Regions from separate parts of the Mus musculus genome. Here regions 1, 2, 3 and 5 are each linked to region 4. A link is a contact called in public HiChIP or PLAC-seq and promoter capture Hi-C data. All regions are on one chromosome and are shown on one strand. The core of a region is the stretch at or near the end of the contact, and the rest is flanking DNA. Distances in the headings are between cores, read along the strand shown. Region 1 holds the start of Rad54l (RAD54 like (S. cerevisiae)). Region 2 overlaps Lrrc41 (leucine rich repeat containing 41). Region 3 has its middle 9.5 kb from the start of 1700042G07Rik. Region 4 holds the start of Mast2 (microtubule associated serine/threonine kinase 2). Region 5 holds the start of Lurap1 (leucine rich adaptor protein 1).

Region 1 (5,209 bases), core at 145-2,644, 340 kb before region 4:
AACAATTTTTTTAAGATTTATTTATTTATTATATGTAAGTACACTGTAGCTGTCTTCAGACACTCCAGAAGAGGGCATCAGATCTCATTACAGATGGTTGTGAGCCACCATGTGGTTGCTGGGATTTGAACTCAGGACCTTTGTAAGAGCAGTCAGTGCTCTTAACCACTGAGTCATCTCTCCAGCCCCAAGGATAACAATTTTATTAATCTTCTCCAATGCTTAGTATACTGTAAATTTTCATTAAAATTTACTTACGCGGGGCAGTAGTGGCAAACACCTTCACTTTCAACACTGGGTAGCAGAGGCAAGGGAACCTCTGTGTGAGTTCAAGGCCAGCCTGGTCTACAAACAGAGTTCCAGAACAGCCAGGGCTACACAGAGAAACACTGTTTCAAAAAAAAAACCTTAAGTGCCAGGTGTGCCTGGCACATGCCTACGACCACACACTGCATTTGGGAGACAGACCATAGTCTACAGACCTGGTGAGAAGCTCATCTCAAAAAAAAAAAAAAAAAAAAAAAAAGCTTCAAAAATGTATGAAAGGTACTTTCTCAAGATGACTATGAACCTCATTTTCCTTATTCCCCTAAACACTCACTACTGTCCCAGGCTGCCAGTCTTCATCATCTGATGATCTGTCTTCTGGTTTCCTCCTAGCCAACTGGCTGGGAGCTAAGCTCCTCCTCTGCAAGGGAGAACAGAAAGTGAGTTCCTGCAGTGATCCTGCAGCCAGGCCCCTTAAGTCAGCTTAAGGTCACACTTACCATCCTGGCCCCAGAAGCATCAAATGTCAAGTGCCCATCAGCGAAGTTAAAAGCACTCAGCAACAGAGAATGCAGGACCAGGGGATGCTATAAAAGGAAGTTGCTATATCATTGAAAATATTGTCTTAAGAGTCGGTATGAGGGGAGGGGATGCAATCAGAGGATGAGGCTTGGGTCCAAACCAGGAATGTCGGTCCCCAAGTTCCTCAAGGTCAAAATATCCAAAGCCAAGTCCAAGCGGAGCTGGGTCTAAATCTAGGATGGGAAAGAAGACAGATTGAAGTTGCAGATGAGCAAAGTGGAGTTGGAATAACGTCCCTAGCTGGGCTGCTTCCCTGAGAGTAACACCTACGAAAAAGTACAGTCTTAAGTACGAAGGCGAGACGCCTGAATTCTTAGGAGAGGGATAGAATTTACCAGAGCTGGACCGACATCAAACCTCAGTGTGAGGAAGGCAAGCAGAGACCTAGGAACGCCTTGTGGGAAGTTAAACAGGAACCCAGGAAGGACCAGTTAAAAATCCAGGTTGGGAGGAGGAGAATCTTAGAAGCTGAAGAGAGGCAAAGAGCGACTCCGGTATCTTTCCCCTTATTCTTCCTCTTCCCAAAGCGCGCGTTAAGAGCCTCCAGGCAGTGTCAATCGAACCTCCCGCCACTCTGCCACCACAGTCCCCTATTGGCTGCGTTCAGTGAACTTGACGCTCGACGATCCGGCCTAAAGGAAGGGGCGGGCCTAGGGCTGAGGCTAATAAGGGTCTTGGATTTCCGCCCAGAGGCTCAACAGACCACTAGGAGCTGTGGCTTATCCTGGTGGCAGCAACAGGCAGGTGCCAGAATTCTTACTTGCCAACGGTCCCTCTTCCTGGCTCCTGCCTTTGGCCGAAGCAGCTGAACCAAATAGATGTTTTGCACCGAAGTACTGTGCGGAGGAGTTGCTACTGGAATAGATTTCAAAAGGCAGCACATTTTTGGGAATTTGATTCAGGCTCTTTATTGTGCCAGACCTGGAGCAGAAATCTGAGCTGGAAGCAGGCAAGGCCAGTGGCCAGTCAAAAGGTGAGCGGAGGTGTTGGTGCTGCACTGCCAATTGGTCTGAGATGTCTTGAAATAAGCTAGCTGTCTTTTCCTGGGGCATAGTCACCCATTCTCTAAAAATCCGTTTTTCCTTTAAGTGATATTATTATAGTACCTCTCCTAAGGGATTATTCACAGGGTCTAATTAAAGTGAACAAAGTAGCTGCGCCTGGTAGCGCAGGCCTTTAATTATAGTACTCACTAGGCATAGGCAAGCAGATCTCTGTGAGACTAGCCTGGTCTTCATAATGAGTTCCAGGACAGCGACAGCTCTGTAGAAAGACCCTCCAAGAACGGGAAAAAAAAAAAGTGTTCAAAGTATTTAACATAGCCCCCATGTATTACCTAAGTGCTCACTAATCAAAATAGCATGCCCATTACACTTAATCACTATCTACTTAAAAGGATCTCCTTAGCTATTATAAATCATTTACTATCCTCAGATAAGGTTTATTGTCCCCATTTTGTCGTGTGTGTGTGTGTGTGTGTGTGTGTGTGTGTGTGTGTGTGTGGTGTCTTGGGGGCACTAGGAATATAGCATAGTGGTAGAACTTCGTGAGGCGGTCACTGCTGAGGTTTGTTGTTATTTGAGACAAGGTCTTGCTGTGTAACCCGGTTATCTTTAAACTTATGACCCTCTGTCATCCCCAGCCCGCCTAGCAGAAATGAGGATATACTAAAGAGATACTTATGTCCTTTCCTTGGCTTTTGGGAACAATGAACCGAAGAAATTTTAATTTCCATAGGAATATCTTGCTGGGAGACAAGAAGGCTGTGAGCAACTTAATGAAAAACAAAATCACATACACAAAAAGAACAGTTAACTTCTTTGCCATGACTATGAGGTCAGCCTGGGCTGTATAGTCAAAATCTGTCTCAAAATGGGGGGTATAAGGGATGTGTGGATGTGGATAAAAGCATGTGTCACCTAAGCCTGAGGACATGAGTTCAGTGCCCACAGCCCACACCAAGGTGAAAGGAGAGAACTGATCCACAAACTTGACCTCTGACCTCCATATGTACAGCATGGCACATGCGCACCCTCATACAAACATCATGTACATACACGCTCTAATAACAGAGAAATATTCTTTAAAGGAAAGAAACTCTACCTAGCCCTAGAAAATATATAAGTATTTCCTTTTTTTTTTTTAATCTCAATTTCTTCTTTTTTTTTTTTTTCTTTTTTTTTTTTTTTTCTGAGACAGGGTTTCTCTGTATAGCCCTGGCTGTCCTGGAACTCACTCTGTAAACCAGGCTGGCCTCGAACTCAAAAATCCACCTACCTCTGCCTCCCAAGTGCTGGGATTAAAGTCGTGCACCACCACACCTGGCAAGTATTTCCTTTTTGAAGGTTTGTTTTGCTTCTTTTGAGACTGGGTCTGATGTATCCAGTGCTAACCTCCTGTTTCTACTTCCTAGTGCTAAAATTATAGCCCTATGCCACCAGGCTCAACCTCCAACCTCCCTAATTTTTAACCCTATATCTGTGGGCCTACCTCCCCCCCCCCCCGCCCCTGCCCCTCAGCCATTGTACACCAGTGGCCATCAGGATGCAGAGGATCAGGGGAGCAGGGTCTTGGTGCTGAAAGGCAGGGGTGAACCAACCCAGGAGACTGTTTCACAGGACAGCTCATTCATTGAAGTATTGGGACTAGCTTATGTAGTCAGAGGGGAGGGGAGGAAAAAGGACCAGGGAGGACAGGATGTGTTGCAGTGGGGGCTGGGGCCTTTCAAGTATATCAGCTAAATTAGCAGATTGATAATCATATGATTTCTGAAAAACCAGTTCTCTAGCAGGGAAACAGAAGCCTAACTGGCTTTATCACAAGTGGCATATGTAGCTGAGCCTGATTTGGATAGGGAGTGGCCCCACTCCTGCTGTGCTTTCTGAGAGAAGGGCGTGAGGTAGATATGATCAACGCTCTACTGTCCCTTAATCTGGCTTGGAAACACACATATACTGTGACTTTTTCACCCCTAAAGATTAAAGAAGTTGATAGAGTCTGGTTTTTCCATTCTTTGGCCATTGTGCTGTTTGTTCAACTTGTTAAGTCTTTCACTTCAAGAAAAAGATAGGGGCTGGAGAGATGGCTCAGTGGTTAAGAGCACCTACCGCTCTTCTGAAGGTCCTGAGTTCAAATCCCAGCAACCACATGGCAGCTCACAACCATCCGTAATGAGATCTGATGCCCTCTTCTGGTGCATCTGAAGACAGCTACAGTGTACTTAGATATAATAATAAATAAATCTTTAAAAAAAGAAAAAGATGACCCTTTGGAGTGGGGTCTCTCTCAGGAGAGGGCCCCACAACAGCAACATCTTTTTCACAGGGACTTTGGGAGGTTTGGGTTTGTTGGTTTGGTTTTGTTGCTCTGGTTTAGGTTGGGTTTTGTTTTTGTTCTTTGTTGAGTCATATGCAGACATCTCACTATGTAGCCTCGTCTGGTCTAGAACTCATTTGAGATCCTCCTGCCTCAGCCTCCTGAAAGCTAGGATTACAGGGCTTCAACATCATGCCTAGCTATGGAAGAGGCAGACTAGAAAGACAGGAAAATCATGGAAACATGAGAGAAAGGAAAGGAGCCCCATCCCCTGGGATCTGTGAAGTCTCTAACCAGCCAAGAATCAAATAGTACAGCTAGGAGTGGGTGTGGTGGTGCACGCCTTTAATCCCAGCACTCTGAAGGCAGAGGCAAGCAAATATCTCTGAGTTTAAAGCCAGCCTGGTCCACAGAGCTAGTTCCAGGAGAGCCAGGCTACATAGAGAAACCCTTTCACTGAAAATAAAAAAATTTAAAAATCCAGCTAGGAGGCTGAAGAGATGGCTCAGAGATAAGAGGGCTGGCTGCTTTTCCAGAGGACCAAATTCAATTCCAAGCACCCACATGGTGGCTCACAACTATCTGTAACTCTAGTTCCAGGGGACCCAATACCTTCTTTTGGCCTCTGTAGGCACTAGGCGCAAATGTGGTATACAGATGTCTATACATGCAGGCAAAACATAACATTTGAAATGAAATTTTTAAGATTTTTAAAAAAATTCCAGCTAGCTTGGTCAATAGGGTGAGGGCCTGAGGCTGGAAAGATAGCCCAGTGGTTCAGTGCACGTCCTGCTATTCTAGAAGACCAGGGTTTGGGTTCTCACTGTGCACCTCTGAAGGCTTCTGTGCCTCTGCCCCTAGAGTGACTGGGATTAAAGGCAGGAATTACTATGCCTTGATAAACTACATTTTTTGTTTTTTGGTTGTTTTGGGGGCTTTTTTGTTGTTGGGTTTTTTAATTTTTTTTTAAATTTTATTTATATATTTATTTATTTATTTTGGTTTTTTGAGACAGGGTTTCTCTACGTAGCCCTGGCTGTCCTGG
Region 2 (5,627 bases), core at 2,337-4,836, 370 kb before region 4:
TCACCACTGCCCATCCTGGAATTGACCCGTGCCATTGTGCGAGCCTTGCCCCTGTTGCGGGTCCTGTCTATTCGTGTTGACCACCCAAGCCAGAGGGACAACCCTGCTGTACCAGAGAATGCTGGGCCCCCTGGACACATAGTTGGGGATGAAGAAATACCAGGTAAAGTAGTGTGTATGCACATACACATACCTCTAATTATATGTACAGTGGCATTTGGGTGGGTAGATGAAGGGAACATCATCTGCGGATCCATTTCCTCTCAACCCTGCTGACAATTTTGTTTCCCCTTTTATAAGATGCCATTCTTTAAAATAACCTTAAATTAAAAAGATCCTGAGACTGCTGTGAGCATGACCAGGACAGCTGTCTCCAGAAAGGGGATGTAAACTGATAATTCTTCATCTAGATTCAGCGGTCCTTCATTACGTTTCTATTTCCTTTTATGTCTCCTCTTGTAGTACTGTGCATTTGCTATCTGTCTGCATGTGTGTGCGTGTGTCTGTATGTATGAGGAGGCTACAAGTTGACACTAGGTGTCTTTCTCTAGTCCTATTCTTAAATCCTACTGTAGAAATCAGGGAACAACTTTTGGGTTTCAGGTCTGTGCAGAGACTAAACCTAGATTTGTACAGCAAGCACTTTTACCTCCTGAATAAAAAGTTTTTGTTTCTAATTCTGGGAATTGAACTTGGGACTTCACACATGCTAGGCAAACATCCTACCTTTGAGCTATATTTCTAGCCCTCTATCTTTTCTTTTTTAAACATTTATTTATTTCATGTATGTGGGTACACTGTTGCTGTCTTCAGACAATCCAGAAGAGGGTATTGGATCCCATTACAGATGGTTGTGAGCCACCAATGCTGGGAATTGAAGAGCAGTCAGTGCTCTTAACCACTGAGCCATCTCTCCAGCCTTTTTTTTTCCCCTTCAAGACAGGGTTTCTCTGTGTAGCCCTGGCTGTCCTGGAACTCACTCTGTAGACCAGGCTGACCTCGAACTCAAAAATCCACCTGCCTCTGCCTCCCAAGTGCTAGGATTAAAGGCGTGTGTCACCACTGCCCGGGCTCCAGCCCTCTCTAATGTTTTTGAAAATGTGTCTCTTTCTGAACCTGGGAACTCACCATGTTGGCTAGACTGGCTCACCAGTGAATCCAAGACCTGCCTTACTCTACCTTTCCAGTGCTGGGATTTCAGGTATAGGCCACGACAGGCCTACCATTTAGATAAGTTCTAGGAATCCGAACTCAGGGCGTCACATTTACACAGCAAACAACCCCTGAGGAGTCCACCCAAGCCCTGCATATTCTTTATTTGCTTTGTCTTATCTCTGAATGCAAAGACAAGATTTTATGTTTAGTGGTCCATTTCTAGGATTTACATATAATGTTTGACACATAGCAGGAGCAGGATAAGATAATAAACCATTTTCCTAGTGAACCTACTACATGTAGAAGTAGAGGCCAGTAAGATAACTTAGCAAGAAAAGGCACTTATCACCAGACCTGAAGTACCCTCAGAATGCACATTGTAGAACTGACTCTTGCAAGTTGTTCTCTGAACCCCACATGGTCACTGTGGTACACACATGCCCACACATCACATGCCCATACAACACATGCCCACACATCACATGCCCACACATCACATGCCCATACAACACATGCCCACACATCAAATACATGGTTTGTTTTTTATTTTTTTGGAGACAGGGTTTCTCTGTGTAACCCTGGCTTTCTTGGAATTTACTTTGTAGACCAGGCCAGCCTTGAACTCAAACAGATCACCTGCCTCTGCCTCCTGAGTTCTGGAACTAAAGGGTGTGTGTTCCCACACCTAAAACATATGTATTTTTAAGTGAAGTAGAGAAAACTAAGTGGAATGTCCTCTTCCTCTCATACAGAAAACTGCCTCGAGCAGTTGGAAATGGGATTTCCACGAGGAGCCCAGCCAGCCCCACTGCTCTGCTCTGTCCTCAAGGCCTCAGGTTCTCTACAGCAGCTGTCACTGGACAGTGCCACCTTTGCCTCGCCTCAAGATTTTGGGCTTGTGTTGCAAACACTCAAAGGTAGGAATGGTGAAAGTGGGTAGGTAGGGACCTAACATTGTTCCCTGGGAAAATTAAGCCCCACCACCCATGGTGTGTGTCTCCTATCCAGAACACAACCTATCCCTGAAGAGGCTGAGCTTCCATGATATGAATCTTGCAGACTGTCAGAGTGAAGTGCTTTTTTTGCTAAAGAATCTGACCCTTCAAGGTAAGTTCCTAACCCAGAGCCTGCGCATTCCTGTGTCCTTACTGTAGCTTTGTCATGATCTCAGTCTGCAAACCACTGTTTTCCCAGGTCTCTATCTTCCTTGACTATAAAGGATATGGAACCTACATGACCTTCCTTCTAATATCCCAAGTTTTAGTACATCACCCAGTTTTGTTTTGTTTTAAGGGGCTGTCAGAAATGGTGGTAGCACCTTGGTGGTTTCAATTTAAAAAAAAAAAAAGATAGTGGGGAGAAATAAACATGCTACTGTGTGTGGGTGTGACTAGTCAGACACTCACTGTGACTAGTCTCCCCCCCTGCAAAAGCATCAGTGACTATATATAGAGAGCGGGAAGTGGATAAAAAATTTATCCTCAGAGATGTTCCTCAAACAGGCTCAATGTCCTATTTGAATTGAGTTCCAATATTGCTCGGATCTATATAGATTATCCTTTTCAGATCTGTATAAATGTTCACAGTACCTTGCTAGGCCAACCTAGGACAGGAGGACAGCACCACCCCTGCTTCAGTCATCTGAATATTCTACTTTCTCTTGACAGAGATTACCTTCTCCTTCTGCCGTCTGTTTGAGAAGCGCCCAGTCCAATTTCTTCCTGAGATGGTTGCTGCTATGAAGGGCAACTCTACACTGAAGGGCCTTCGACTACCAGGGAACCGCCTGGGTAGGGACCATACCCTGGAGAGGAGGAAGGGAGAAGGGAGGGAAAGAAGGAACTAGGAACTAGAAACTTTTGGGGTAAAGGTACTGACCAGGTTGTAATATAGGTATTTGAGTACTGGGTATTCAGAACTGCTAGGACTAGGGTTCTCCCAGGTTGGAGCTGGGATAGGATACCCTTGTTTCCTTGTTTGTGAGTAGAGTTAATGAGTGTTCCTCTCTCCCTCGCCAGGGAACGCTGGCCTATTAGCCCTAGCAGATGTTTTCTCAGAGGATTCTTCCTCTTCTCTCTGTCAGCTGGACATCAGGTATGCTAGGGGTTAGGAGACAAGGGATGGGGGAAGAAAAGGATATCAATGTAGACAAAAGCCTAGTTGCTTCCTGGATATCTAATTCATGGCATCCCTACCAGTTCCAACTGCATCAAGCCAGATGGGCTTTTGGAGTTTGCCAAACGACTGGAGCGCTGGGGCCGAGGAGCCTTTGGTCACCTACGCCTCTTCCAGAACTGGCTGGACCAGGATGCAGTCACAGCAAGAGAAGCAATCCGGCGACTCCGGGCTACCTGCCACGTGGTTAGCGACTCATGGGACTCAACCCAGGCCTTTGCAGATTATGTCAGCACCATGTGATGGGGCCCATACCTCACAGGCCCATCCTCAGTACCATCAGCTTGCAGGGACTGAGCCGTGGGCTGCCCAGAATCCCCAACCACTGATTCTGTCATCCTCTTTCTGCCACTTTGTCTATTTCTGTTTCCTTTTCATCTTCCCTTGCACTGAGGTCCTGGAGGCCTTGATGAGGCCCAGCAAAGGCATTCCCACCGCTGAGTTCAGAGGCTTTGGGCCACTTACTCAGTACTCTGGGAACCCCAGGCCAGGAGGTTACGGGTCTCTATCGTCACTGAGGAAAACACCCCCTACCCCTGCTCTGGGGTTTCCTGCTTCATTCCTCAAGCAGGCACCCAGGCTTTAGAGAAGTATAGGAATGCCTAACACCAGGCCTCTTCCCTCCTGGGCTTACCAATGTGTTCCCAGGCCTCAGTCCCTTTCATGCCTTTATTCCTTTCTTTTTCTTTTTTTTTTTTAAACCAAAAAAGTTTTTCTTATAAAATAAATTTTGGGCAAACATCATGCAGCCCTTCTTGATGATTTTCTCCCAGAGAATAAAACTGAGCAGAGCCTCATGAGGCAGAGAACCCCCTTTCCCTGTATCCTTTCCCAAACAACTACATCCAGACCAGCTGATTATCAGTGAAGACCGCGCTGCTCCTCATGAGAACGCTGGTGGAAGACGAAGGTGATGGCTGTAGATGAAGCATCCCAGGCAGCCTGGAGTACCTCATCCTGGAGCCCTCGTTTATCTGTGCTGTGGTTCCACTGAGCCAGGTCTGAAGTGCAGTCAGAACCATCAGGGGGTGGCCAGACCTGACGGTTGTTTACACAACGGCGGCAATGCAATCTGGGGTCAGAGGACAGAGTTGTGGTCACTACGGATTTCTGTGCTGGTCAGGTAGCAAAGAGATAATGACAAGGAACTCCACATACCTGTCATGTGTGTCACTGAGGCTTGCTTCATCCAGAGTAAACAGCTCTTTAAGCTCACCAAGAGAAAAGTGGCGCTCCACATCCTGCTCCTCGTCCACCACACAGCTGCTCAGAGCCTTCTTGTGGCTCTGCCGCTGAAAGATCTTCTCCTCAATTGTTCCTGCCTAGAAATGGGATGAAATGTAGAACTCAACCATTCCTGTAGATGCTGAGGGAGCAGGAAAACCTAGGGGCTGCAAACATCTTGAGAAAGAGCAATTATCTGCCTTAGCAGAGATCCATTTTCCTAGTTTTGGAGCCAAGAATTGTGCTGCTTTGTCTGTCCCGACCATTTTCAGCATCAGTGGAGAGTGTCAGCCTGGCTAAATGGGTTGAGTGTAAACAGGTTATCTGTATCAAAGTGCCCTCCACACCAAGCCCAACTCTCATTCAGTATCATCCGACAATTTTATGTCAGGTCATATACTAGTAATAGGATACAAGAAAGAATGAAGTATGATCGCTATCACAGAGGTCACAGAGCACTTCATTCAATATGCAGACTAACTATATAAATAGATTTGTACCATTGCAAAAACCTGTTAAGTAATACTCAGGGTCTCATGAAAGGAATGATCGAAGAGTTGAGGAGTTCAGAAAGCACTGAAAACAGATTCTCTCTGAGCTGACTCCAGAAAAAAAGGTGGACTAGAAGCCAAGAGCAACAAAGAGGGTCAGTTCTTCAGAAGGCTGAGGCAGGAAGAGTTCTTGGACAAGGTGGAAGATTCTAGAAACATTAAGGTTTTAAAGTAAACATGTAAGTATAAGAAAGCTAGAAAGGATGAAAGAGTAAGATGATCTCTACTAAAGCCTTGAAAACCAGCTGGAGAGATGGCTCAGCGGTTGAGAGCACTGACTGCTCTTCCAGAGACCCCGAGTTCAATGCCCAGCAACCACATGATGGCACACAACCATCTGTAATGGGATCTTATGCCCTCTTCTGGTGTGTGTCTGAATACAGCTACAGTGTACTCATACACATACTTACAGATAGCAGTCGGTAGATATAGCAGATCTTCTTTTGACCATCACGCCAGACTCGGGCCATAGCTTGTTCATCATTGGCTGGATTCCAGTCAGGATCAAACATGACCAGTCGG
Region 3 (5,586 bases), core at 1,670-4,169, 280 kb before region 4:
CTGCCTCTCTGCCTCTTTGCCTCTCTTTGCCTCCCTGCCTCTCTGCTTCTGCCTCTCAAGTGCTGGGTTAAAGGCATGGGTCGACACGTTGTTAATCTTGAGGGAGAAGTTGTATGGGGACCCTTGCAGAGCTCTGGGGCTGGTTACTAGTTAACAATAGACATATTTACTGGTGTTCTGGTGTTTACTGGTGTTATTACAAACTCAAGAACCCAGGAGGAGCAGTTTCAAAGACAGGAAGATGCTAAGTCCTAATGGGCATGGAAAACTGGGCAATGTCAGCTGAAGTTTCTCATATTCAGTTGCCTGTCTGTGGATTCAGCTCAATGTGTCTACTCTGACCTCTATTCACACTCTTATTTCATACTCTACCATTGCTTATCTGCCATTCTACATATTTAGACCTGCTGTGTGACCTTTGGCAAAGCATGCCACCTCTCTGAGCCTCAAACCACCTTAATTGAAGTCTATAATTGAGTCCTTAGGGCAACATTTTTTGTTGTTGTTGTTTTTGTTTTTGTGAGACAGGGTTTCTCTGTGTAGCTAGGGCAACATTTATAAAATGATTTCACTATGTAGCTTTGGCTGTCCTGGAACTCACTATGTAGACCAGGCTGACCTTGAACTCACAGAGATCTGTCTGCCTCTGCCTCCTGAGTGTTGGGATCAGAGGTGTGAGCCACTACATCTGGCTGCACTTAAAGTTATTCAGTCCTGGTTATATTTGGAGAAATTCTGCCTCAAATATCTCTGTACCTAGTTTCCAAAGAACCCATTAAATAGTTTCCTGAAAGAATGAAGGCAAATAGCAGACAGAAATAATGATTACAATTTGACATTCTTGCAATGATGTGTGTTTTCATAAATTTTATAAAATGTCCACAAGTAGCCGGGCAGTGGGGGCACATTCCTTTAATCCCAACACTTGGGAGGCAGAGGCAGGTGGATTTCTGAGTTCGAGGCCAGCCTGGTCTACAGAGTGAGTTCTAGGACAGCCAGAGCTGTACAGAGAAACCCTGTCTCAACAAACAAAAACAAAACAAGAAAGAAAGAAAGAAAGAAAGAAAGAAAGAAAGAAAGAAAGAAAGAAAGAAAGAAAGAAAGAAAAGAAAAGAAAGAAAGAAAAAGAAAAAGAGAAGAAGAAATGTCCACAACTGTCACAGCAGTGTCTAGTTTTGTTCTACAGACTGAACCCAGGACCTCTTGACTATGCTAAGTGTGCACTTTACAGGAAGATGCCCCTCCCCGCTCATGTCTTCATTGCTCTGTTAATAGATTAATGGGCTGAAGCCCAAGGAGGGTAAATAGCATGTCTAAGATTACCTGCCTAGGGTGTCACAGAACTGGAATGGCGAGTCAGATTCCTCTGAATCTGATGCTTCAGATTAGCGTCAATTCTGTGTGGCTTCGGGAGGTAATGCGAGCCCATGGATAGGAGTCTTAGGGAAAGGTGGTCCAAGTGGCCCGCTGGAAAGGTCGAAGAGCTTCGTCCCAGCAGGGTATGCGATGGGCACTGAGGTTGGGATGGAGGAATGAACTGTTTATTGGAGAGGGCTGGAGACTGGAGTAGTAATCAGGTGGCCCTGAGTTGGTCCTTTGGTGTTCATAAGACAGTGTGTACGTGTTGAAAAGAGGCTGTAAACAAGGCTTCCAGGCTTTTTGAGTGAGTCTGGTTCTCAGGGGCCTGGGGCAGTAGGGACTTTACCACTGGGATAGCATCCTGTTGTAGAGGCTGAGAGATGCAAGAAATCACTAGTTTTATAGGACTGGGGCTGGAGGCAGCCCTAAGAGGGTCGTCTCACCCAGGTCTGTCTAAGAGTGAGAGAGGAATCCAAGGCCTACAAAGGGAATATGATATGACAACAGCCTCACAACAGCCACTATCTCTTCCTATCACCTGCCAGGTACCCCACAGGAATGAATTCTGGTCTTGATTCTGGTCTTTTTTGTCTCCCTTGGAGACAATGTCTCACTATGTAGTCTCAGCTGGCCTGGAACTTGCTAGGTTGGTCTTGAATGCAAATCCCCCTACCTCACTCTCCCAAATGTTAGGATTACAGGTGTGTGCCACCAAGCCCAGAGCAGAGGCGCCTTTTAAGATGAGCTTAAAGGACTGGCAAGAGTTTAGCTGATGCAGCATGAGAAAGACTTCTAAGAAACAGCATGAGTCGAGTGGAATTCTCAGACAGGCCTGAAGTGAGACAAGGCTGATGCCTTCTATGCTCTGTGAGCACAGCAGGAGCCACTAAGTTGCGTCCCCCACCCCCACCCCCAGGGCTCTAGAGGTAGTTGCTAGGAGGACCTGAGAAGACCCAACTGTTTAGTGCTCAGTTTTCTTTTCTTTCTTTCCTTCCTTTCTTTTCTTTTTTTTGTTTTTGGGAAACAGGGTTTCTCTGTGTAGTCCTAGTTGTCTTAAACTCACTCTGTAGACCAGGCTGGCTTGAAATTCAGAATTTTGCCTGCCTCTACCTTCCAAGTGCTCTACTACTCACTAGAAGGAAGATTCTTTTTTTTTTTTTTTTTTTTTTTTTTTGTGGTTTTTCGAGGCAGGGTTTCTCTGTGTAGCCCTGGCTGTCCTGGAACTCACTTTGTAGACCAGGCTGGCCTGGACTCAGAAGTCCGCCTGCCTCTAGAAGGAAGATTCTTAATTGTGGGTGTGGGGTGTGCTGGACTAGCTCGCGCCTTCTCTCTCTCTCTCTCTCTCTCTCTCTCTCTCTCATCTCATCACCTCTCTCCTTCCCCAATCCCAGGGTGCATGTCTCACTGCCTTTCGGCAGCCTAGACAGTTCTGGGGCTAGGGTGGGATGGACGCCCGCACCCTCAACTCAGCTTTGGAGCTTTGTGAGATCCTTGAGCCCTTCCCTTGCTGCAGTGATGCAAATCCGTTCCGGATTTAGTAAAGGCATTCTTCCCGTGAAGGAGGCGCACAGGCGCCAGCGCCTGGCTGGAAGTGCGTCTCCCTGCCAGCCCTGACCTAAGGGCGTTGGGACCTGAGATAGGAATTCCCTTCTGGTTAGGAATCAGGCTTTTGAGAGTAGAAGATGGAAATTCCTTGGCGGGATAATTAATGTAGGGCACTGGGCTGAGAGAAGAAAACCGATGCCTAGCAAACCCTTTAAAGGACTCAGAGCCCAATAGGAGTGACAATGAGCAGGCGGGACACTGGTCTAGAGGTCTGTGGCAGGTTTGTGGTAGGGAAAACTTGAAGGTTAGTGAGCAAAGTTGGTGGAATCTTCAGATCACAAGTTTGGTTAATTTGACCCATCCCTGTCCTGGGGACTTCCTCACCTCTCACAGGGGATCTGCTAGGAGCAGGAAGGGCTGCATGGAGCTCCAGTCTCAGGAACCAGAGCTGCCAGAACTGTGTGGCAGCCTGTGGTGAAGAGTGCTTATATTATATGTACAAGCATGGAAACATGCGCTGACTACAGCATGCCAGAGCAAGCTTTGTAGCCAACGACACATCAGGTGAGCAGTGGTGCTCACTCTACTTACAGCTACTCTGGACTCAGGAGCTGGATGGATTATTTGAACCCAGGAGTTTAAGGGCCAGCCTGGGTAACCTAGTGAAACTTCTTTGCAAGCAAACAAGACACAAGAAAAGAAAAACATGGCTGGAGAGACGGCTAAGAAGTTAAGAGCACTGGCTGTTCTTACAGGGAGTCAGGTTCAATTTCCAGCACCCACACGGCAGCTCACAACCGTCTGGAATTCCAGTTCCAGGGGATCCAATGCCCTCTTCTGTCCTTCAATGTCTGGTGGACAGACATACACAGAAAAGAAAACATTTAAAACAATACAGTTCTTTTCATTAGCAAACATATAAACCAACTTGGCTTTTAGGTCTGCTCTAGCCATTTACTGTTTAGCCTTGGACATTCCTTCAACTTTGACAAATCTTGTTTTTCTTATCATAAAGTTGTAACAGGAATAGGTAGAGACAAGGTATGTTGTGAGGGAGAAGGGAGTTTAAGAACAGTATTTAGGCCGGACGTGGTGGCGCACATTAATCCCAGCACTTGGGAGGCAGAGGCAGGCGGATTTCTCAGTTCGAGGCCAGCCTGGTCTACAGAGTGAGTTCCAGGACAGCCAGGGCTACAGAGAAACCCTGTCTCGAGAAACCAAAAAGAAAAAGAACAGTATTTAGAGCCATTCTTCCAAGGTGGTATGAGAACCCTTAGCCTTTTGGGGGGCTGGTAGAGTCAAAACCCTGGCAGGGTAGAAATCCCAGCTAAGTCTGAACATATGATTAGATGCTGGTCTGGGAAACTCTGGGGAGGAGAAGAAGAATGTTAGTGACAGGGAACCGCGTGGTCGAGAAAGAGGACACAGCGACACATGAGGTATGACGCAGAAACAGTAAGATGGAGTCTTGACATTACCAAGACTAGTTTCATTCTGACAGCCTCTGAGGGCTTTTCAGTAAAAGTAGGAGTTGGGTTCCCAGAGACTGTGTAAAGGCAGGGAGAGCTATAATGGAGGATGGTGTGGCAGTGTCACAGGGAAGGGGACTGGCAGAAAGAATGACAGTGGTGGCCTCTGGATGAAAAGAAGTGGATAGCTCTGATTGAGATCGGAGCGGCAGCTCTTAGTGATGGGTTGAATGGAAGACATGAGTAAGAAGACACGTTAGTCAGCTTTCTGTTGCTATGACAAAATACCCAGGGCTTTAAAGTTTTCAGTGCATGGGGCTTGGTCCTGCCGCTTTGTATTTATGGTCACTCAATGTATCCTAGAAGACCTAAAGGCAGCCAGAAGTAAGTGTGAGAATGGAACTGGGGACTGAGGTCCTAATACCTCCTTTAAGAGCATGCCTTCAGTGACTTTCCTTCATTCCCAGTAGTGCCAGAGGCTGGAGACCAAGCCTTCCACACATGGACCTTTGGGGGACCTTGAAGACCCCAAACTCTAGTGGGAAGCATGAGAACGTTGTGCTTATTTCCAGCTTGGGTCTTTAGTGATGCTATTTTCAGAGGTAAGAAGAAGAAAGAGTAACATATTGGTTGAGAAGCTGAATTGAGTTTTGAACATGTCAGTGGCCGTACCAGTAGACAAGTCCTTAATAATCAGGATCTTTCAATCTTGCCTGGCAATTACTATATCCATATATAGGATGGAGTATGATTACCTATGGCTGATTGACTGTTCCCTGGCTTGGGCTGTTCTGAGTCTGAAAAGAGGATGCTGTCTGTGGTGAGGATGATGTCACCACGGGGCAGGACCAGATAGGTGTGTCTCCCCATATGGTGTTTTAGTGCCAGGCTGTATCTTTGGCTGTGGTCATATTATGTTAGTTCAGGGGTTGGGTTGTCGAGAGAGGGTGATGATACTCTGTGCCACCTCATAGCTGAGAAAAACTGAGGCTCAGACTTAAGTACAGAGCTGAGATATGGATAAAGCGTGTGTAACATACTTTCACAATAGTAACTGACATTTTCTCTAAAACGACAGGGAAAGTACTAAGACCGATGTTCTTAAGTGGAGCAATGTAGACTGGAAGATTAGTGAGGACCAGAGAAGGAAATAGAGAAAACTTCCTGGAGGTGATGTCATTTGTCTAACCCTAGAAACACAGCCTCATTCTGA
Region 4 (5,401 bases), core at 2,204-4,703:
GATCTAAAGAGACAATCAGGCTTAAAGACTCAAATGCCTCTACCAGGAGGTTCTATAATCAATATATGAATGAAAGACTACAGACCTTTGCTCTCCGGCCATCCCCTGCCATGCAGGAGCTTGCTAAAGAATGGTGAACAAGAAAGAACCAACATTTGGACCAAGCATATTACCTTCAAAGAATGTTTTAAGAAAGGAATGAAAAAAAGCACAAGAGAACAGTCCAAGAAACACTAGTGAGATGAATATTCCCAGGAGGAGGGTTGGCAGGACCACAACACATGGTCAACAATGGCAAATAGTTCACATAGTGAGAAGATGACACCTGGGAAAACTATCAAATTTAATTACATTAAAAAAAAATTCACTGACCCATTAGCAGAATTCTCTTTGTAACTCTTTCACAATGTTTTCACAGGCAGACACACCTTATTTTAAGTTGCAAAATAAGTTTTAGTATGGCTACACTGTGGAAAATTATACAACAATGAAAAAGGAAAGTATTTCTATAAGGAACACAGAAGAATGCACAGGAATTATTTTAATGAAATAATTCAGTAACAAAGAGTACAAACGCCACGATATTATTTCTATGAGTTTTAGCTAAAGAGTAATCTATGCTGTTGGGGTGGGAAAAGTGGTTAACTGCAGTAACGAAGGGTAATCAATAGGATAAAGTAAGAGAACTGGAAACGTCCTCTACCCTGGCCTGAATAATGGACATATGGTTATATTTGTCTGTAAAATTTCACACTAAATGAACCTTAGATTAATGCATTAAACTACAACAAATCTCAATTTAAAAAGCAAGCCAAAAAAAAGTTACTCATGACCTTGAAGGCAGTTTGGGGAAAGCACTAAGTATACAAGGCAAACCATAATATTAGGAATACACACACACACACACACACACACACACACACACACACACGAAACTGACATAAAATACAAATTCAAGAAGATTATTGGCACGCCTTTAATCCCAGCACTTGGGAGACAGAGACAGGTAGATTTCTAAGTTTGAAGTCAGCCTGGCCTACAGAGTGAGTTCCAGAACAGCCAGGGCTATACAGAGAAACCCTGTCTCGAAACTCGCACCGCCCCCCCCAAAATGTTGTTGGTTAAAGGCAACAAGATAAAGCATATTAGGAGAGAGGAAATTACACGTTTCAAGAAAATTATACTTTTTATTTAAGCTATAGGGCAAAGAACAATATAAGTAAGACTTTTAACAGACAAAGGGTGTGTGTACCAACGATGTAGCCTCAGAGAAAAGGATAGCCGGTTCTTCCTCTGTGACTGTTAAGGATGTGTGAATATAGAAATTATCTCTAAAAAAGAGGGGAGCTGGCTGGAGAAATGACTCAACAATTATGAATACTTGCTGCTTTGCAAAAGACCTGGGTTTAGTTCGCAGCAGCCACCAGCAGCTCACAACTGTCTGCAACTCTAGTTCCAAGAGATATGACTCCCTCTTCTGGTTTCCAAACTATATGAAGCACTAACATACATGCAGGCAAACACTCATAGCTGCAAAAAAGTGAAAATAAAAAGATCTTTTTTGAAAAGAGGGGAATCGGAGCTGGAGAGTTTCAGCCTCTGGCTGCTCTTCCAGAGGACCCAGGTTCAATTCCCCACCACCCATGTGAGAGCTCCAACTGTATATAGCTCATTACCAGGTAATCTGACACGCTCACACAGAGATACTTGAAGGAAAAACACCAGTGCACATAAAAACTAAAAGTAAATCATAAAAAAACTTAAAAAGAAAATAAGGGCGGGGCGGAATCAAACAGCCTTAAGCACTTTACTGAAGCATGCATTAAGGTCAACCGCACCAGGTAAACTAAGTCAGTAGAGGAAATATATTTCAAAAGTTTTGAACGGGTACTAGAGGGGGATTACACAGTCAGCAGTCTAGAAGCCATGACAAAGACCAAAAGAATCAAGTGGGGAGACAAAAAGCGGAAAATTTTAAAACCATAGGCTAACAGAGTGTAATTCAAAGCAATGATGCATAGGAACATTTACTTTATATGAGGAGCAAGATAGGAGACCTGGAACTTCAAAGCCTCAAAGATGGGGTCTCAACTGGGGTCTGAAGCAAAGCTGTACAAAAGCAATGCTGTCAGGGGAGTTCATTACTACAGAACATTCTTTCTAAAAATCCAACGAGATTACGTATCTTACAAAGTCCCTGTCAATATCGTTTCACTGAACTTCCTTCAGCTGTGAGTAGCAAGTTTATCCTAATATTGGCGACCTTTATTCCCTACTCATAAATACACCTACTATTGTCTACTAAATTACACATCCTGTACATTCGAGAATCCCATGAGTACTTTTACATTTTATCTCTTTTCCCATTAAGGGTAAACTAGAAAGCAGAGCCTTCATCTACAGATTCTCTGTCCACAGCACCGGCCTTGAGACTGGACACATTCAGGCACTTTTTATAGTGGTTTTAAAGTGGTAGATAGTTACTGAGGAGAACGTTAACGATTCTGAATACTTGCTTATAAAAGTATAATGGCCACCAAATGAGAATGCTTGCAAATGCCCCGTTTTTATAACTGTGGGGATAAACTCTAAGACCAGTCAACACTATCAAACTGGCATTTCTCCCTTAAAACTATTCACGCCTCTAGATAACTCCATTTAGTAAACCTACTCTTTGCTGCTCATTCACCCTGCCCACATTCCAGCACCCATTCTCTCCATCCAGAGCCCCAGGCTACCCCCCAAGACCATTTTATTCATTCCTCAGACCCGCCCTACCCCACGTCCAACTGCAACCCCAGGCCCCCACCTTCATTTCTCCACTCCCCTTTCCTCAGCCTCGTCAGACCTCCCACTCCTCCTAACCGACTCAGTAGTCCCCACCCTCACCACCGCAGCCCGATCCTCCCGCGAGGACCCCTCCCCCACGGCGCCCACCCTCGCTGGCGGACCCCAGCCCACCTTACCTGCTCCCTGCTGTCGTGCCCCAAAGGCCCGCTCCGCTCCTCCAGTAGCTGCCTCCCGGGCGGCGCTCGCCGGCGCGGGGGCAAAGACTGCGGCTGGGGCAACTCGGCCGTCCGCGGAGCCGCATCCTCCCGGCGGGCGGGTGGCGGCTGCGGCCGCTCGCGGCAGCGGCTCCGCTTCATCTCCGCGTCTGGGCCCCGCGGGCGTTAGCACCGCGACTGCGCCGGCCTGGCTCGGCCCCGGGCCGCAGCGCTGCCGCGGCAAACCCGGTCCGCGGCCAACATGGCCCGGCGGGCACTTGAAGCCACCCGCACCCGGCCCGCGGTTTCCCCGCGCTTCCTGTGGGCTGAGGCGCCGAGACCTTCCCGGCGCGCCTCACGGAGGCAGCATAGCCGCCGCCGCCGCGCCCTCCGCCGCCCGGCACACGCTCGGCCGGCCACCCGCCGCCGCCGCGGGCTCCGCCGCCAGCCGCCGGCCCGCCAGCCCGCCCGGCCCGCCCCTCGCGCGCGTGCACGGCAAGCCCGCCTGCCGCCCACAGAGCGCGGCCAGCCGTGCACGCGCTGGCGAACGGTCGCGAAGACCCGCCCGCGGCCGCGCCGCGCGCTCTGAAGCGGAAGGGGGCGGGGCTCCCGGCGCGCCCGCGTCGGCTGCAGGACGCCCTTTGATTCTTCCATTCATCCCTTTGGTACACACTGCCTGCCGGACTGAACGCTGTCCAGACTGGGAAAAGACTTCCAACGGGAGGGGGGACACCAACACTCTATTTACCAGCAGATGCTCACCTAGTTCTCCCCTACGCTTCAGAGACTAGTTAGCTCATCCTCATGTTAGAAATAAGGAGACTGAGATGTAGGGAAACGAGCCCAGTCACAGACATATCAATATGTCCCAATAAACCCTCCCATTAGTTGAGGGTTCCCATTCTTGTCGCTCTGTCTTGTTTACACTGCCTTTGACAGTTCCACACAGTGTGACAGTGTGTAAAGTCCTGTAAAAGAAGTGATGTATTCCTTAGGGGTGCGAGACTAAAAAGGCTTTGGAAGATCTGGGCTTCCCACTGACAATGAAGTCATCCTGTAGACACGGTCCAGCCTGCTGCGGCCTGGGCAGCCTGACCTGCCCCTTCCAATGACTCATCTGCTTTAACAACACGTGGCAGACAGCTCAGCCATGCCTGGCCTCCTTCTGGCTTCAGCTAGTCTGCCACAACGCTGTTTTTCCTCTTTTGACCTAACCAGAGTTCATTCCCAGAAGCTTTTCCTGCCTGTTTCATTCATGTATCTTTAGCCTCCTCCCTGAACCCTTTCTGAGCAGTAATAATGACTAATACGATGGAGCCTACTGATTTCAGACACTGCATTCAATTCACATACACATAATGAGGTCATTGCAGTGTTCATTGTACAGTGGAGGGAACGGGGTGAGTTATAGTGCAAAGAGAACTCAAACGAAGGCCTGTGAGGTACCAGAACACACACACATAAGCAGTGTGTGGGACAACCCATGAAGCTATCTTCTACGTTCCCTGTCCCAGGTCCTCCCCATGCATCCAGTTGACTCGGTAGAAACAGAAAGCCATCCTTGGTTCCTTCCTTCTTCTCATCTCTCATATCTAATAATGAACAAGGCCTGTTGGTCTGTAAACTCGATATCTTTCCAATCTGCCTTCTCCTTTCATCCCATTTGTACTAACTTACCCAGCTCCGCCTTCCCTCACCTGTTTAAGTGGGAAATTCTCCCAACTAGTTCCCCTGCATCAAGTCTTATTCTCTTAGGATCCATCTTCCCAAAGACTCTCATAAAAATCTCTGTAATACTGTCTTTGCTTAGACTAGTAAAATAAAGCTCAAGATGAAGTATACACTTTCTTCTTTTTCTTTGTTTTTTGTTTGTTTTTGTTTTTGTTTTTGGTGACAGGGTTTCTCTCTGTAGTCCTGGAACTCACTCTGTAGACCAGGCTGGCCTTGAACTCTGAAATCCACCTGCCTCTGCCTCCCAAGTGCTGGGATTAAAAGTGTGCACCACCACCGCCCAGTCAAGTGTACACTTTCTAAGGCAAGGCCACCATCCAAAATCCATTCTCTGCCTGCCTCTTTTTTTCTATTAGCCCATGCTGTTGCCACTATTGCCACTATTTATAGTTATCTCTGCTACATGATAGGGCCAGCACACTCTTGCTTACGAAGAACAGAAACACATGCTGAATCTGGAGTGGCCACATAGGAGAAGATTAAAATTCCTTTTTTCTGGGGGCTAGAATCTTTTTTTTTTTAAAGTGGTTTTTGTTTTGGGGCTTGGAATGTAGTTCAGTTGGTAGAGTGTTTGCTCAGCATACACACAGTCCTGAGTTTGATCCCAAAACTACATAAACAGAGTGTGTCAAGGGAATTCAAGAGAAACACTAGTCCTGCTCAAAACAAAATGAAACAAAAATAAA
Region 5 (5,678 bases), core at 1,451-3,950, 320 kb before region 4:
ATTGCCATTGTTTGCCATTCCCACACATCTCAGAATCTGGCTCTTTACAGACTAGGGAAACAAAGCAAGAGTAGGAAGCCAACAGCAGGGTTGACCTTAGCCTGAAGGGCAAGTGTCTGCTCCTACACAAGGAGAGCAGGGCGAGGGGCATATCAGAGGGCTTGGGTCAGCTCTGCCTTACTGGCCTCAAACCTCCTGCCCTACCCTTGTGCTTCAGTAAACCAGAGGGTAGAGCAGAGTACAAGAAGAAATCAATGCTTTCCTGGCCTGAGGGAGAAAGGAGCCTGACTGGAGATCTTCCTCCTCTACTGGTACACTGTTCATGGGAAACCTAGACCCCAGGCTCGATGGGCCAAAAGTTAAAAGACGAAATTAGAAGTTAAATGTACTCCCTCAAAGTTTATAAAGAATGAGAGTCAGAGGTCAGGCTGGCCTCCGGATTCCCTGTATGAGAAGCAAGCCCATGGGCGTTTGAAACTTTTCTCATTTCAATGACACAAAGTGTGCCTAAAGTATCTGGCACAAAGCATGTCTTCATGATGAATGTGGCCAGATGATCTGGGCTCCAATCCTGACTTGACTTTCCTGAGTGACCTTGGGCAACTGCTTAACCTCTTCTTACCTCATTCTTTCATCTGTGAAATACCATGTATCAAGCCAAGCATGGAGGAGACATCACATAGCAGCCGTGGTACAGCTGGATTGTAGAGCGCTCTCCTAGCGTGTGAGAGGGTTCAATCTCAGGACCTCCGAGAAGAATGGCTGGGGAGAGGTGGCTCAGCAGTCAAGAGCACTTGTTCTCACAGAGCACCCAGGTTAGGTTCCCAGCACCCACATAGTACCTTACAACCATCCATAACTCCAGTTCCAATTGATTGGATGCTCTTTCTGACATCCATGGGCAACAGGTATGCATGTGATACACACATACACACACCAGCAAAATACTCCTACACATAAAGTTTCTTAAAGTTCTTTAAAAAGAAAAACACCTTGTACCATCCTGGATGTTAACACATGGCTTATATTCTAAGTATAATTTAATTTCCAGCAGGGAATGGTAGCACATGCCCATAATTCCAGCACTCAAGAGCCTGAGATAAGAGGAATATGAGTTTGGGGCCAGCCTGAGCTACACAGTAAGCCCACATCTCAAAAATAAAACAAAACAAAACACCTTAGTTTTCAAAGGACAAACTAGGTAAACTCTCTCTATGCCTTGAGCAATTTGTACAAAGAGACAAACCAGACCTCTTTAAGAGGAGAATACAGCCACAGCCCTGCTCAGCAGAATCTGGCACTCAGATACAACCTTCAAAGCCAAATGCACACTTGGCATTCAGATCCTGCCCTCAGCGATCCTCTCTGACCACTCAGCTCCGAAGGTTCTCTTAGCCTCTCTTACCATAGAATGAAAGCCCTGGACCTGCCTTCAAGGTCCCATGTCCTTCCTTCCACCCTTCCAGATCTGCTTGCCACAGGTTGTGCACACAGTGGGGCCCCAGGAAGACTTGTTAAGCCAGTGTGGGCTTCTGGTTCAGAGCCAGTGAGTAGCTGGCAGTTCCTCAGTTCTCCAGAACTGGCTGCAAAGTGGTGGCAGGTGTAATTCATCTCTTTCACCGGAACCAGGGCCCCAGGAGAGACCGCTGGGACCCGGCTGCCCATTTGGCTCAGAAACCAGACCAACAGCTACCAGAGAAGGGGGTGGGGAGGTGTGGCTGTTTCCTCCCCCTTTCTGCAAGAAGGTACAGAGACCCTGAGACTCTGTCTGAGACTGAGCCCCAGGTGAAGGACCAACTCGTACTGTGGTGCTACTGTGCCTCTATTAAGGTCTTCGAACGTCTAATACCGTGATGGTGGGATGCTTAGGAAAAGGACAGGTTTTTAGTGTGCCCCACCAGTGCAGGCAGTTTCCAGCAGGTATTACCTCACCAAAGCTCTTTTTTTTTTTTTTTCTGAATCCTGACACGAACACCCTAGGGCCTTAAGAACAAAACCTCTTCCCCTGTTTGCCAGAGAAGGGGGCAGAAAACGGTTGCCTTATAGTGGAGTCTGAAGAAATTGGTGGCCCCGGATGCCGATGGGAAGAATTTGCGCTGTACTAAGTTTTTTTTGTGTGCTACTTAGCCCTCGCCTCTCTCCTTCCGATTATTGGGCAGGGAAAACTTCCAAGAGATGTGCCTCCTACTCTCAGTTCTCAGGACCTATCAACCCTTCATTCACCCTTGGGAGACAAATAATGAGACGTCACTTCACTCTGCTTTCAACCCAGGATGTATGGATTGATCTTGGAAGGACCCTCTTCTCCAGCCCAACTCCGGGAACCTGCCCCTGCCCCTACAAATATCCCGTTCCCCGTGGCCTGTAGCACCCACACTCACCAGCTCCATCCTCAGCGCCATGATCTTGTCCCCTAGGCCGTGGCCGGTGCTGGGCGCCCCCGGGAGCAGCACGTCCCCAGAGGTTCCCAGCTCGCACTCGCCTCGAAGCCCGCGGAGCAGTCCTTCAGGGATCTTCCTGCCCACCTTGCCCTCCACGTCTCGCAAGTCCGGCGTCTGGGACTCCGCGGTCCCCTCCATGTGGGCCCAAGCCAGAACAGGACTGGGCGACCAGGGTCCGGTTCCCAAGGGTCCTCCCTTCTCTGCTACGAACGCGGAGCGAAACCCGTGGATCCCCGCCCGCCCCGCGCGGGGGGTGGGGTGGGGGAACAGGAGGAGGGCGCCGTAACGCTCAGAAAAGCCGCGCAGTTGGGGGAGCGAGGTACCGAGTGGTATGCACACAACTTCTAGCCCTGGAGGCGTTCGACTAGGTGATCCTGGATTTGGAACTGAAGACCTCAAAGAAAGCTCAGTGCCTTCTCCCTGTGTTGGCACCAACTAGACACGCAGCAGGAAGCTAATAAATATTTTCTGGATGAAAAGTAGCCCCAATCGAGGTAACACGGCTGCAGAGGTTTTGGAAGGCTTTCTGCTCAGGAGCTGTGCCTGTTACAGGGGCTAGAATACAGCCACTCAGTTCACAGACACCTCCCAGCATCTAGAAATCAGCTGAAAGAGTAATAGAAGGGCAATCCCCCTGGCCAGTGAGAAACAACCATTATTAAAATTGAAGGAATCCACAAATCTTGATGTTCATCTTACATGGGCTAACAAAAGAGGTGCTTCCTAAGACTGACTGTAAATATGGGTACTCTGAAAACCCTGGCAAGTTAGAGCCTGAGGTCCTGCATTGGCTTTTGTTTTGTTTTACCAAGATAGGGTTTTTCTGTGTAGCCCTAGAACCCACTGTAGACCAGGCTGTCCTGGAACTAAGAGATCCTCCTGCCTCTACTGGGGTTAAAGGCAGGTGCCACCACAGTCTGGCTTTTCTTTTTTTACAGAGAGGGTCTCACTGTGTGGTCCATAGCCTAGAACTTGCTATGTAGAGTGGACCGGCTTTGAACTCACAGAAATCCACCTGCCACTGCCTTACCAGGAATTAAAATCTTTTTTAAAGATTAATTTTAAAGATAATTTTCTATCTTAATTACAAGTATTTTAAAAGTATGTTCATGTAGGGATATGTACACATGAGTACAGGTGTCTAGAGGCCACAGAAGGGCAACAGATCCCTAGAAGCTGGACTTAGAGTTGTGAACTATGTAACATGGGTGCTAGGACTGAACTCGGGTCCTCTCTAAGAGTCGTATGTGCTCTTACCTGCTGAGCCATCTCTAGCCCCAGCCCCAGCCCCAGCCCCAGCCCCAGACCTGAGAGTCTGCATTTTTTTTAAAGATTTATTTATTTATTATATGTGTGTATGCTGTAGCTGTCTTCAGACACTCCAGAAGAGGGAGGGCATCAGATTTTTGTTACGGATGGTTGTGAGCCACCATGTGGTTGCTGGGATTTGAACTCGGGACCTTTGGAAGAGCTGATGGTGCTCTTAACCGCTGAGCTATCTCATCAGCCTGAGTCTGCATTTCTAAGAAGCTATAGGGGGATAGCCATGCTACAGTTCTGAGAACCACACTAAGTGACACGGTTATGTTTCTAAGCTGTTTGGACTTAATTCTACAGGTAAAGAAGGGCCAAGAAAGAGCCGGGCATGGTGGCACGCCTTTAATCCCAGCACTTGGGAGGCAGAGGCAGGCGGATTTCTGAGTTTGAGGCCAGCCTGGTCTACAGAGTGAGTTCCAGGACAGCCAGGGCTATACAGAGAAACCCTGTCTTGAAAAAAAAACAACAACAAAACAACAACAACAACAAAAAAGGGCCAAGAAAAAAGATTGTTTTGTTCTGTTTGGGATTTTAATCCAAGTATTTCCAACCCACTGTTACAAAAAGATGTACAATGAAAAAAAAAAATCTCTTCCCTCTATTCTTTCAAAGCTCTGGGCCTACTTCCCAAAAACCACTTTCAGTTTGTTTTGTGGGTTTTTTTGTTTGTTAGTTTGTGTGTGTGTGTGTGTGTGTGTGTGTGTGTGTGTGTGTGTTTAGCTACTCATAATTCTAGATTTTTATTTATTTATTTACTACATGTGTATCTATGTATCTGTGTGTCTCTGTGGGGGATATATATGTAAGCACAAGTCCCCCCAGAGGTCGGAAGTGGGTTTCAGATCTCCTAGAATTGGAATTACTAGCAATTGTGAACCATCTGATATAGCTCTTGGGAACTGACCTCAGGTTCTATTTGAGCAATGTGAGCTCTTATCTGCTAAGCCATCTTTCCAATCCAACCATTCATAATTTTAAACAATTTTCTACCATTCCTTCTAAATTTAAATATTACATACTGACTTCCTAGAACTATATGGGTGATTTTTCTTTTGAGTCTGTTGATGGCCTCGACTTAAGAGGCCCATCTGCCTCCCTAGTGCTGGGATTACCTGTTTGTGCCACAGACTCAGGCTTAAATACATGCACTTTGTTTTCCTCCGAGACACAGTTTCATATAGCCCAGGTTGGCCTCAGTTGTGTAGCTGAGTATGGCCTAGAGCTTTTTTTTTTTTTAAAGATTTATTTATTATTATATATAAGTACACTGTAGCTGTCTTCAGACACACCAGAAGAGGGAGTCAGATCTTGTTACGGACGGTTGTGAGCCACCATGTGGTTGCTGGGATTTGAACTCTGGACCTTCAGAAGAGCAGTCGGGTGCTCTTACCCACTGAGCCATCTCACCAGCCCCCCCCCTTTTTTTTTAAAGATTTATTTATTATTATATCTAAGTACACTGTAGCTGTCTTCAGACACATCAGAAGAGAGCATCAGATCTCATTACAGGTGGTTGTGAGCCACCAGATGGTTGCTAGGATTTGAACTCAAGACCTTCAGAAGGGCAGTAAGTGCTCTTAACTTCTGAGCCATCTCACCAGCCCAGCCTAGCACTTCTGATCCTGCCTATTCCAAGTGTTGAGGTCACAAGTGTGCTCCATCATACCTTAGCTCTCCTTTTCATTACTTGACCCATGGTGTGTGGTGGTTTAAATGAGAATGGTCTCCATAGGCTCACATATTTGAATGCTTGGGTCTCAGTCAATGGAACTGTTTGGGAAGGACTAAGAGGTGTGGCCTTGTTGGAGGAAATGTGTCATTGGGGGTTGGCCTTGAGATTTCAAAATGCCCAAGCCATTCCGGGTTAGTTCTCTCTGCTTTGTGCTTGTGGATGGAGATGAGATTTGAGTTCTCAGCTAA

The links. Promoter capture Hi-C pulls out the DNA fragments that hold promoters and counts their contacts. HiChIP or PLAC-seq counts read pairs in DNA pulled down with a chosen protein or histone mark.
Region 1: a contact with region 4 is called in a promoter capture Hi-C map of embryonic stem cells, with 4 times the contacts expected there. The contact joins the promoter of Rad54l here to the promoter of Mast2 in region 4. A contact is called at or near these places in 13 of 39 promoter capture datasets (the C10 cell line, the HPC-7 cell line, cranial neural crest and 7 more), 1 of 15 datasets of contacts at CTCF or cohesin (the NIH/3T3 cell line), 2 of 484 Hi-C or Micro-C datasets (embryonic stem cells and forebrain), 9 of 115 datasets of contacts at active chromatin or transcription factors (the 230-238 cell line, bone marrow-derived macrophages, embryonic forebrain and 4 more) and 3 of 9 other capture datasets (adipose tissue, liver and macrophages).
Region 2: a contact with region 4 is called in an HNF4G HiChIP or PLAC-seq map of pancreatic cancer cells. The contact joins the enhancer-like site here to the promoter of Mast2 in region 4. A contact is called at or near these places in 5 of 39 promoter capture datasets (the C10 cell line, cranial neural crest, embryonic stem cells and 1 more), 1 of 115 datasets of contacts at active chromatin or transcription factors (pancreatic cancer cells) and 1 of 9 other capture datasets (liver).
Region 3: a contact with region 4 is called in a promoter capture Hi-C map of embryonic stem cells. The contact joins the enhancer-like site here to the promoter of Mast2 in region 4. A contact is called at or near these places in 10 of 39 promoter capture datasets (the C10 cell line, the HPC-7 cell line, cranial neural crest and 7 more), 3 of 484 Hi-C or Micro-C datasets (the AtT-20 cell line, cerebral cortex and embryonic stem cells), 6 of 115 datasets of contacts at active chromatin or transcription factors (astrocytes, bone marrow-derived macrophages, embryonic forebrain and 2 more) and 3 of 9 other capture datasets (adipose tissue, embryonic stem cells and macrophages).
Region 5: a contact with region 4 is called in an H3K4me3 HiChIP or PLAC-seq map of neural tube, with 4 times the contacts expected there. The contact joins the promoter of Lurap1 here to the promoter of Mast2 in region 4. A contact is called at or near these places in 11 of 39 promoter capture datasets (the C10 cell line, the HPC-7 cell line, cranial neural crest and 5 more), 1 of 15 datasets of contacts at CTCF or cohesin (the NIH/3T3 cell line), 5 of 484 Hi-C or Micro-C datasets (the Ba/F3 cell line, CD8 T cells, Sertoli cells and 2 more), 19 of 115 datasets of contacts at active chromatin or transcription factors (the NIH/3T3 cell line, astrocytes, bone marrow-derived macrophages and 12 more) and 4 of 9 other capture datasets (adipose tissue, liver, macrophages and 1 more).

Annotation. Positions count from the first base shown.
Region 1 is chr4:116,122,295-116,127,503 of GRCm38.p6, forward strand. It overlaps Rad54l (RAD54 like (S. cerevisiae)), which reads right to left and starts at 1,395. Exons shown (of 18, transcript NM_009015.3): 1 at 768-1,395; 2 at 602-688. The coding sequence starts at 770. 2510003B16Rik (RIKEN cDNA 2510003B16 gene) reads left to right here and starts at 1,546. Exons shown (of 3, transcript NR_131048.1): 1 at 1,546-1,822.
Region 2 is chr4:116,092,970-116,098,596 of GRCm38.p6, forward strand. Lrrc41 (leucine rich repeat containing 41) reads left to right here. Exons shown (of 10, transcript NM_153521.2): 5 at 1-163; 6 at 1,908-2,072; 7 at 2,164-2,262; 8 at 2,823-2,945; 9 at 3,174-3,249; 10 at 3,354-4,140. The coding sequence ends at 3,573. Rad54l (RAD54 like (S. cerevisiae)) reads right to left here. Exons shown (of 18, transcript NM_009015.3): 16 at 5,516-5,627; 17 at 4,489-4,652; 18 at 3,986-4,402. The coding sequence ends at 4,192. Among named protein-coding and RNA genes, the nearest start is that of Gm52704, 7.3 kb to the left of the region's middle. Within about 2 kb of position 3,587, at least 21 of the 459 cell types and tissues checked have an H3K27ac peak or open chromatin away from gene starts, as enhancers often do. A contact at or near this core is called in pancreatic cancer cells, where this site is marked.
Region 3 is chr4:116,180,047-116,185,632 of GRCm38.p6, forward strand. No RefSeq gene overlaps it. Among named protein-coding and RNA genes, the nearest start is that of 1700042G07Rik, 9.5 kb to the left of the region's middle. Within about 2 kb of position 2,920, at least 70 of the 459 cell types and tissues checked have an H3K27ac peak or open chromatin away from gene starts, as enhancers often do. A contact at or near this core is called in adipose tissue, astrocytes, cerebral cortex and 1 more, where this site is marked.
Region 4 is chr4:116,460,770-116,466,170 of GRCm38.p6, forward strand. Mast2 (microtubule associated serine/threonine kinase 2) reads right to left here and starts at 3,454. Exons shown (of 30, transcript NM_001369061.1): 1 at 2,967-3,454. The coding sequence starts at 3,146.
Region 5 is chr4:116,141,916-116,147,593 of GRCm38.p6, forward strand. Lurap1 (leucine rich adaptor protein 1) reads right to left here and starts at 2,701. Exons shown (of 2, transcript NM_026547.1): 1 at 2,382-2,701. The coding sequence starts at 2,579.